2 separate regions of the Zea mays genome follow, and region 1 is linked to region 2. The links are chromatin contacts, called in public Hi-C maps. All regions are on one chromosome and are shown on one strand. Each heading gives the region's core, a stretch centred on a gene start, on an enhancer-like site or on the middle of the called end of the contact. The rest is flanking DNA. Distances are from core to core; before and after follow the strand shown.

Evidence for each region. A called contact is a pair of places that touch in the nucleus more often than the background predicts.
Region 1: a Hi-C map of ear shows a contact between it and region 2, with 4 times the contacts expected there. The contact joins two enhancer-like sites. A contact is called at or near these places in 5 of 25 Hi-C or Micro-C datasets (ear, leaf, tassel and 1 more).

Annotation. Positions count from the first base shown.
Region 1 is chr1:69,387,772-69,392,306 of Zm-B73-REFERENCE-NAM-5.0, reverse strand. No RefSeq gene overlaps it. Among protein-coding and RNA genes, the nearest start is that of LOC100275916, 8.6 kb to the right of the region's middle. Within about 2 kb of position 2,421, at least 3 of the 20 cell types and tissues checked have an H3K27ac peak or open chromatin away from gene starts, as enhancers often do.
Region 2 is chr1:69,116,220-69,120,503 of Zm-B73-REFERENCE-NAM-5.0, reverse strand. It overlaps LOC100274068, which reads right to left. Exons shown (of 7, transcript NM_001348667.1): 4 at 3,388-3,574; 5 at 2,998-3,312; 6 at 2,217-2,905; 7 at 1,121-2,088. The coding sequence ends at 1,396. It also overlaps the pseudogene LOC103644705. Among protein-coding and RNA genes, the nearest start is that of LOC100274068, 11 kb to the right of the region's middle. Within about 2 kb of position 1,528, at least 6 of the 20 cell types and tissues checked have an H3K27ac peak or open chromatin away from gene starts, as enhancers often do.

The DNA.
Region 1 (4,535 bases), core at 1,172-3,671, 270 kb before region 2:
GCTTCTGTGTCGGCCAATTCTCCTAATTGTGCCAAGAACTGGCCTATGTGTTCGCGCGTGTTTTTTTCCTTGGTCACCCGAAAATTTTGCGAATTCGAGTATCCTGGTTCCCTGGGGTTATGGGTGGTGATCAAATCGGCTATCATAAGGTTTTCGATATGATTGCCCCCCAGGCACCATGCTTACTCCGAGCTTATCTCGAAATGCCCCGGCTATTTCCTCCCTCACTATATCGATGGCAGCCGATGCGAGACCACCGACTCTCTGGTCAAACATAGGTGAGGTTGGCTGGATATTAGCATGTGTTTCTTTCCCCCATTGGTTTGAGCTATGTGGTACATTGCCATTTACCCTATATGACTCATACGATTGATCGTTCCTTTCTGGCCTTCTAGGCGGGACCGGAAAGCTTTCCTGGGCTCGGGATTTTGTATTAATGGGCTGATGCATCGCATAGTGTGATGAGAAGTGTTGCTGGGACGAGTGAGGATTCAGGTAACAATCCTCCTCAAAAGACTCATGCGCGGACTGTCCGGACATGTACCCAGACCGTCCGTGATTATATGCGGGTCGTCCGTTGTTGTATGCGGACCATCCAACTGGGTAGTTTAGATTCTGTGCCATATGTTGTGGCTCGGGTGCATGTCTGGGTAACTCATTGAAAATGGGCCCGGCCGTTGCTGGCCCGGACGGTCCGTGATCACGTGCGGACGGTCCGGGCATGTGCAGATCGGTTGATTTACTGCCGATTTGCGGTTGCTCAGGGTATGTGTCCATCGGCATCCCATAAGGGGTTGTGACTGATCGTGACAACCTATAGCCAATGTATTACGCGTGTTACCCCCTAATTCAACCTCACGCGAAAGAAAATTTGCAATACTAGATTTATCAAATGCACATACTAGTCTCCTATAATCGTTTTGCATACCCTCTATGATATTTCGCATTTGTTCTCGTTGTTCATCTACATAATTCTTAAGAGATTGTAGCTCGTTTGTATTACTTACATTGAGGATATCTGGTGTGGGTCGGAGCGAAGCCGGATCCGTCGCCCGTTGTTGGACGACTTTATTGTTCCTGTCCACCTTGAAGTTGGCTAGGAACTTCGCCCTCGCCTCTTGAATCAGCTGCTCCTTATGCTCCTCGAACTGGAGTTGTTCGTCATCCGGCAAGGTTTCCCAAGTCGGCTCTATAATGTTGATGGGGAGACTTCAGAACTATCCCTTGAACCAGCCATTGAGAGCCGATTTGATGGGTCTAGATGTGTTGTCCCCAGCGGAGTCGACAGAAAGTATGTTGACACCTTTTTCGGGCGCCAAACACTCAACAAGAACCAGCGGCGGTGCTCTCTGCACACGCGCGGATGGTCCGCGGCCAGGGGCCGGACGGTCCGCGACCTGGCGCAGGGCTAGGGTTTCCTGCCTGACGGCCGGACGGTCCGCGCGTGCGCAGGGGTGGCGGAAGTCGCCGGCGGCGCCTGGATCTCGCTCCTGGGAGGGACCCCGTCGGGGAGGAGAGATCCTAGGGGATGTCTAGGCTCGGCAGGCCGACCTAGGATCCTCTAATCGACGTAGAGTTGAAGAGAAGCGAAGAATTTGAGGATTGAGAGACTAAACCTAAACTAGACTAGAACTACTCCTAGGATAAAATGTAAATTGTATTGATTGAAGGTTCGATTGATTGATTAAATCGACTGTATTCCTCTGCTTTTATAGAGGAGGGGGGCTGAACCCGTTACCAATAAAATTTCGAGCTTATCCCGAGATTCTCGCCAACAAACATAACAAGAAACTCGGAACCCTAATCTGTTCTGCGCTTGCGCGGACCGTCCGGCTTCAGGACCGCACCGTCCGATGCTCTTTTTAATGCTCAACATGCACTATGTACACTAAACTTTCATGTACAACATATATGTCATTTTCTAAAGCATGCGTTACCAACTTATCGCAGGACTCACTGTTCACCTTCATTGTCAGTCTGCAATAGGAAATCACTAACTGGAACTCTGGAAGTCGATACTTCGAGCGATTGGGCAAGATAGAAGCCTATCAAAACCCGCAAAAAGACCAGCAAAACCCAAATCAAAATCGCGCAAAACATATACTCCCGCGCGACGGCGAGCGCATCTTATGCCGCGCCCACTATGCCACCGTCCGCACTCCCGCGCGGCGTCCATGCCGTCCTCATCACCTCAGGCCACCTCCGCAACCTCGATCCGCACCTCCAGGTCCCCCCTCTCCTCCTCGTCAACTCCCTGATCGCCGCCTTCTCCCGCGCCGCCCTCCCGCGCCTCGCGTTGCCGCTCCTCCGCCGCCTCCTTGCAGGCGCCCACCCGCTCCGCCCCGACTCCTTCACCTTCCCGCCGCTCGTTCGTGCCGCCCCGGGTCCGGCCTCTGCCGCGCAGCTCCATGCCTGCGCGCTCCGGCTGGGGCTCCTCCACCCCAACGTCTTCGCATCGGGTTCCCTCGTCCACGCCTACCTGCGTTTCGGCCGCGTCGCGGAGGCGTATAGAGTGTTTGATGAAATGCCCGAGCGGGACGTGCCCGCGTGGAACGCAATGTTGTCTGGGCTGTGCCGCAACACCCGGGCAGCGGACGCGGTTACGCTATTAGGGAGGATGGTCGGCGAGGGGGTCGCAGGGGACGCCGTGACACTCTCGAGCGTCCTGCCAATGTGCGTCGTGCTCGGGGACCGAGCGCTTGCTCTGGTCATGCACGTGTATGCGGTGAAGCACGGGCTGTCTGGCGAGCTATTTGTGTGCAATGCCTTGATTGATGTGTACGGGAAGCTTGGGATGCTAACGGAGGCTCATTGGGTGTTTGGTGGAATGGCATTGCGGGATCTGGTCACGTGGAATTCGATCATTTCAGCGAATGAGCAAGGTGGGAAGGTTGCTGCTGCGGTGGAGCTTTTCCATGGTATGATGGAAAGTGGGGTTTGCCCTGATGTGCTAACACTCGTTAGCCTGGCATCTGCTGTTGCTCAGTGTGGAGATGAACTCGGTGCAAAGTCAGTGCATTGCTATGTAAGGAGGCGGGGCTGGGATGTGGGTGACATCATTGCCGGAAATGCTATGGTTGATATGTATGCTAAGATGTCGAAGATTGATGCTGCCCAGAAGGTATTTGATAACTTGCCTGATCGAGATGTTGTGTCCTGGAACACATTGATTACAGGGTATATGCAGAATGGACTTGCTAATGAGGCAATCAGGATATACAATGATATGCACAATCATGAGGGTCTGAAACCGATTCAAGGGACGTTTGTCAGTGTTTTGCCTGCATACTCGTACCTGGGTGGATTGCAGCAGGGAATGCGGATGCATGCACTGTCGATTAAGACTGGATTAAATCTTGATGTGTATGTCACTACTTGTCTGATAGACTTGTATGCTAAATGTGGGAAGCTGGTAGAAGCAATGTTTTTGTTTGAACATATGCCTAGAAGGAGCACAGGTCCTTGGAATGCCATCATAGCTGGTCTTGGGGTTCATGGGCATGGTGCAAAGGCACTCAGTCTCTTCTCACAAATGCAACAAGAAGAAATTAAGCCTGATCATGTCACTTTTGTTTCATTATTGGCTGCCTGTAGCCATGCTGGCTTAGTTGATCAAGGTCGGAGTTTCTTTGATTTGATGCAAACTGTTTATGGTATTGTGCCCATTGCAAAGCACTACACATGCATGGTAGATATGCTTGGCAGAGCTGGTCAGTTGGACGAAGCTTTTGAGTTCATACAAAGCATGCCAATTAAGCCTGACTCTGCTGTTTGGGGCGCACTACTTGGTGCTTGTAGGATTCATGGGAATGTTGAAATGGGTAAAGTGGCCTCACAAAACCTATTTGAACTTGATCCCGAGAATGTTGGATATTATGTTCTGATGTCAAATATGTATGCAAAGATTGGGAAATGGGATGGAGTTGATGCAGTAAGGTCTTTGGTCAGGCGCCAGAATTTGCAAAAGACCCCTGGATGGAGTTCAATGGAGGTCAAAGGGTCAGTGAGTGTATTTTACAGTGGCACACAGACAGAACCCCACCCTCAGCATGAAGAAATCCAGAGAGGGCTACATGACCTTTTAGCCAAGATGAAAAGCGCAGGCTATGTTCCTGACTACAGTTTTGTCTTACAGGACGTAGAGGAGGATGAAAAGGAACAGATCTTGAATAATCATAGTGAGAGATTAGCTATTGCCTTTGGCATTATAAATACTCCTCCAGGAACTCCGCTCCATATATACAAGAATTTGCGGGTCTGTGGGGATTGTCACAGTGCTACCAAATATATATCAAAAATAACTGAAAGAGAGATCATTGTCCGGGATGCAAACCGGTTCCACCACTTTAAAGATGGACACTGCTCTTGTGGAGATTTTTGGTAACAGTTAAACATAAATACAACATTTTATTTCCCTGAGTTCTCCTGGTTATTTAATCTATATCTATACTACTATATTACGAACCTAATATGAGCATCTGATGCTACCACGACTTCACCCTCCGTGCTGACACTATAGGCCCGCCCCATTGTGC
Region 2 (4,284 bases), core at 279-2,778:
CCACCTCAGCATCCTTGACCTTCTGCCTCGCCTCTCACGCCTCGATGATCTGGTCCAGCACCTGGTCGAGCTGCTCATGCGCCACCTGCAGGCGGCGTCGCATCCCAGTGGCGATGTCCAGGAACCGCATCGACGGGAAGAGGTCAGAGACGCAGAAACCAGAGCCGCTGCTCAGCACGACCGCCATCGCTGACAGGAATTTCGCCTTGTGCTCGTTGCTGAAGCGGTCTCCGAAGGTCGCCAGCCCAGTGATGTAGTTAGCACAGGAGACCAGCAGGCTGCCGAGGTTGACTGCTGCTGCTGGCTCGCCGCGGGCGCCACATGAACGGCGGCGGATCTCCCTGGCGAGGGACATGGTCTCGCTGTCCCCGATGGGCGCGAGCTGCCTCAGCTTGCGCAGCGCCCTCCGATAGGCCCCGTAGGGAGCAAAGGCGAAGTCGTGGCCGCCGTAGCCGATGATCTCCGTGGCGAGCAGGTACATAGGAAGGTCGGATCCGACGTTGTCGTAGGCGACGCACATGGTTGTTGGCCGCTATGCGCGAGCGAGGATCCCGCATGGTTGTTGGATGGAGGCGGCTGCGCGCATGGCGAGGGCGGTGGCGGGAGCGAGGATGGATGACAGATGAGGCATGCGGGGGCGGATCCGGCGCTAGGCGCGAGCGAGGATGGCATCGCAATCGGACGGTGGAGATGGAGGCGGGGGCATGGTTATGCCAAGTCTACACTATCGTCTTAAGGATTAGTAGAGATAAGATATAGTTTCAAAAGTTTGTTTTTCCAACATAAAGTCTACACTAGTCTATAATCTAAAATTAGGGTTTTATTGTTGAGCAGAACATTTTGTTGTTGGTGCCCTAGATTATGGTCTGGTTCCGCGTTCATCCCAACAAATACCAAACAAACCCTTTGATTCTCGCATCAAGATTTAAGGAATCCTATTTTGCAGTACTAACATAAATTGAGAAAACAGGATAGGGATGCATGTGTTCCGACAAAGTAGCATATGAGGCATTTATTAACATACCCCCCCACGTTACATTTCCTCGCCTGTCCAGACGTTGAGCCAGCCAACAAATAGTAACAATAAACAATAGTAATCCTTACATCACACCAGTGACTTACACGGGCAGCCGATTCCATCGGCTGCAAAATTTATCATGCATGATATGGTATCGCTTCGAATGTCTTTTTGCAGTGCAACAGCACACTCTATTTTCTTCTATGCAACAAAATGAACCAAAAACATACACAACCAGCACCATGCCACAATCACCAAAACAAACCAGAATAGACAGACATGGAGCGAAAATATGTTTCACATGTGTCTGATGCCAAGGATGCTCTGAGCTGTGTACCAGCGTGGAGCAGGCTCAGTGAAGTCAGCACCACCACTCTCTAGCCTGACGAGGCATGGCCACTTGTTGCAGAGGGCTTCGCAACGTAGATCTGCTTCATCCTACCAGTGCCTGAACTCCTGTCGGAACCAGAACCTTGATTCCTACCCTGGTACCCTGATCGTCGCTGCCACTCGTTACCAGTACCAGCCTTCTGAGTCGCACGGGCACGGCGATCCTGATTGTTAACCAGATGCTGGTATTGCGGGTCTGATGATGATGACGAGGACTGATGGGTCTTGGAAGGTATGCTGGTGACCTGGGGGGCGTTCGTGCTGCCAGCCGCCCCTGCTGCAATTCCAGGGTTGACTTTGGATGGGGTCACCCTAACCATGGCTTTGGCACTGGTTGGGACTTCATTGCTGATCAAGCCCGCCTGGCCAAACGAAGGCTGAACAGTTTGGGAGCTTGAGCTGGTTGAGGCTGGCTGTTCGACAAGACCTAACTCATCCCTGTACTGAGAAACGGCTGCATTTGGGAAGGTTTTGTTGCCGTCTGATGGCCCAGCAGAAGCAGAGGACTCCTGAAATCGGTTATTTGTACCAGACTTGTCTATTGGCACGTTATGAACAAACTGTTGTGTGGCTGTACCCTCTACTGGATGCTGCTTAAGTGCAACTGATAATGGAACTGAGTGTAGAGGAGGTACAGGCATATGTGGCCAGCACGTTTGCATCTGTATGTCTGTAGATGTCTGGAAAAATAGCAAACAAATGAAGAAAGCGTTGTATTAGCATAAAAATGCAAGAGTTAATTACACTATTTTTTTTCACTTGCAATCTAACTGTCTTGGCATGTATCTACAACAATTAAAATGCATACCTGGAAAGGAGCAATGTCGAACATGGTCAATGGAGACGGGATTGGCATGATAGAAGTTGGGCGTAGATGTGGAACTGGAGCAGGAACACTAGGAGCGTTTACTTGACCAGACACCATATTTTGGCTGTTTGGATCACTCTGGCTTACACCAACAATAGGTGGCCCTTGACTTTGCTTCCAGTCAGGCTGCTTGTCACCAGGGATATAAGTGGCTCCCATAAAACCAAGTCCCATCTGACCAAATTGACCTACTGGGGCGAAGTGGTTATAGACCACCATATGTGGGGGGGCTTGCACGCCTGGGATTCCTCCCGGAGTGATGAAAGGACCAGCGTACCCAGTTGGAGGGCGGTAGAAAGAGTCTACCCCAGAATGACACTGTGGCCAAGCTCCCAATGGTGCTGAAGGCAATGCATTGCTTCTTTGAGGGTGCTGACCTTGAGAACCAGCAGATTCGTCACTTGGGCCAAATGCAAAAATGTGCCCTCCTAACATCGAGTTCATATCAAAGCAGGAAAAGTGGGATGGCTGTGCACCATGAAACTGAGAAAGCATTGGCCCTGATGCTTGTGGACTGGCTATAGGAGGCCACAAGGACATGGATGGAGTATCAACCGATAAGTCTGCAGGAAGAGCAACTGCGAGTGGCTCTTCTGTGGATGATTGACCAGCTTGACCTGTTCTTGCCCCTGCTTCAGTTTTGTCCATAACACAATAAATATAGCTACATAATCATATAGCAATGTCTTAATTAAAGTAGTTGACAATGCAAAGATCATACCTCCTGATGTTAACCCACTGAGATCCTTGCTTGTAAAGCTCTTGTCTGGAGCCGATGCAGTAGTTGCATCAGCTGGAGATCCCTCATCAGTGCTAATAGCTGCCACAGCCACAGCAGAAGCAGCTGCTTCAGCCTCTGCTTCCGCATCCTCGGTACTCGGACATAATTCCTTGGAATTTGCCTTATCAGGACCACTGTTATCGCTAGGCAAGCCTCGATCGATCTTCATATCAGGCCTAGATGAACCTGGAGCTCCAAGACCACTTGAAACAGTTCGGCTGACTGGGGGTAGCATGGTTGGTGACGTTACTGCCCCTGGTCAATATTGTTATTCATTGTAAGTCAAGTCACAATAAACATCGTATAATACTGATGAAAAGTGCAGCTTACCAAATTGAATCTTCTCTCCAGCCAGAAGGGAGTTAATAGGACTAGCAGATGAAGGCAACACCTTTTCTGTGATTACTGTGGGAGACAAAGCATTGTTGGACTCCAACGAAAAGCCAGGCCCAGCCTGCTGTTCAAATTTAGCTGGTCCCATAGCTTCTTCAAGTTGAGTTTGAGTTAATGGCATGACCTACATGTGAATAAGTTGCAAATAAATAAATATATATATGAAGACTAGAGGATTAAGATAAAAACCATATTTCAGTGGCTAGATGTGAGGGACTAAAAAGTTTCTTCCTGAAAATCCAAATAAAATGTACAATTGCATTCAATAGAAAATGAATGTATAAATAAGTACAATAATTTGAAGGTAGGGACACTCATTAGAATGTACAATAAGAACTACTTAAACTGCATGCTACCAACACAGCAACATGAGCATTTAAAAAGGTCATGTTTAGTTTATGATTGTCGATCTTTTACCTAGATAACTACTTGAAACTGCAATTTCTCAATAGGAGCACATGTCGCACTTCATGTGGACAAACCATAACCTAATTTATCGATCTCCTTACTATCACTACATTGCTATTACTCATACTTGTCTTACTTTTATATACTTCAGGGGCAGCCCTTGTTGGGTTCATCTCTAGCAAAAAACTTTGTTCTGTGCTCACTCTTGGTGCAGGATTTCAAGAATTTTCATCAACATTTTATTTCTTTTTAGATTTTAGAAAAAAACATATAACAACAACAAAGCCTTTTTGTCCCAAGCACGTTGGGGTAGGCTAGAGATGAAACCCCGTATGAAAACCGCAGAGCTCAACCCCCAAAGAAAAGAAAAGGGAGACAAAGGCAAAAGAGAACTGAAAAACGACGAAACGGGGAAACACATAAAAA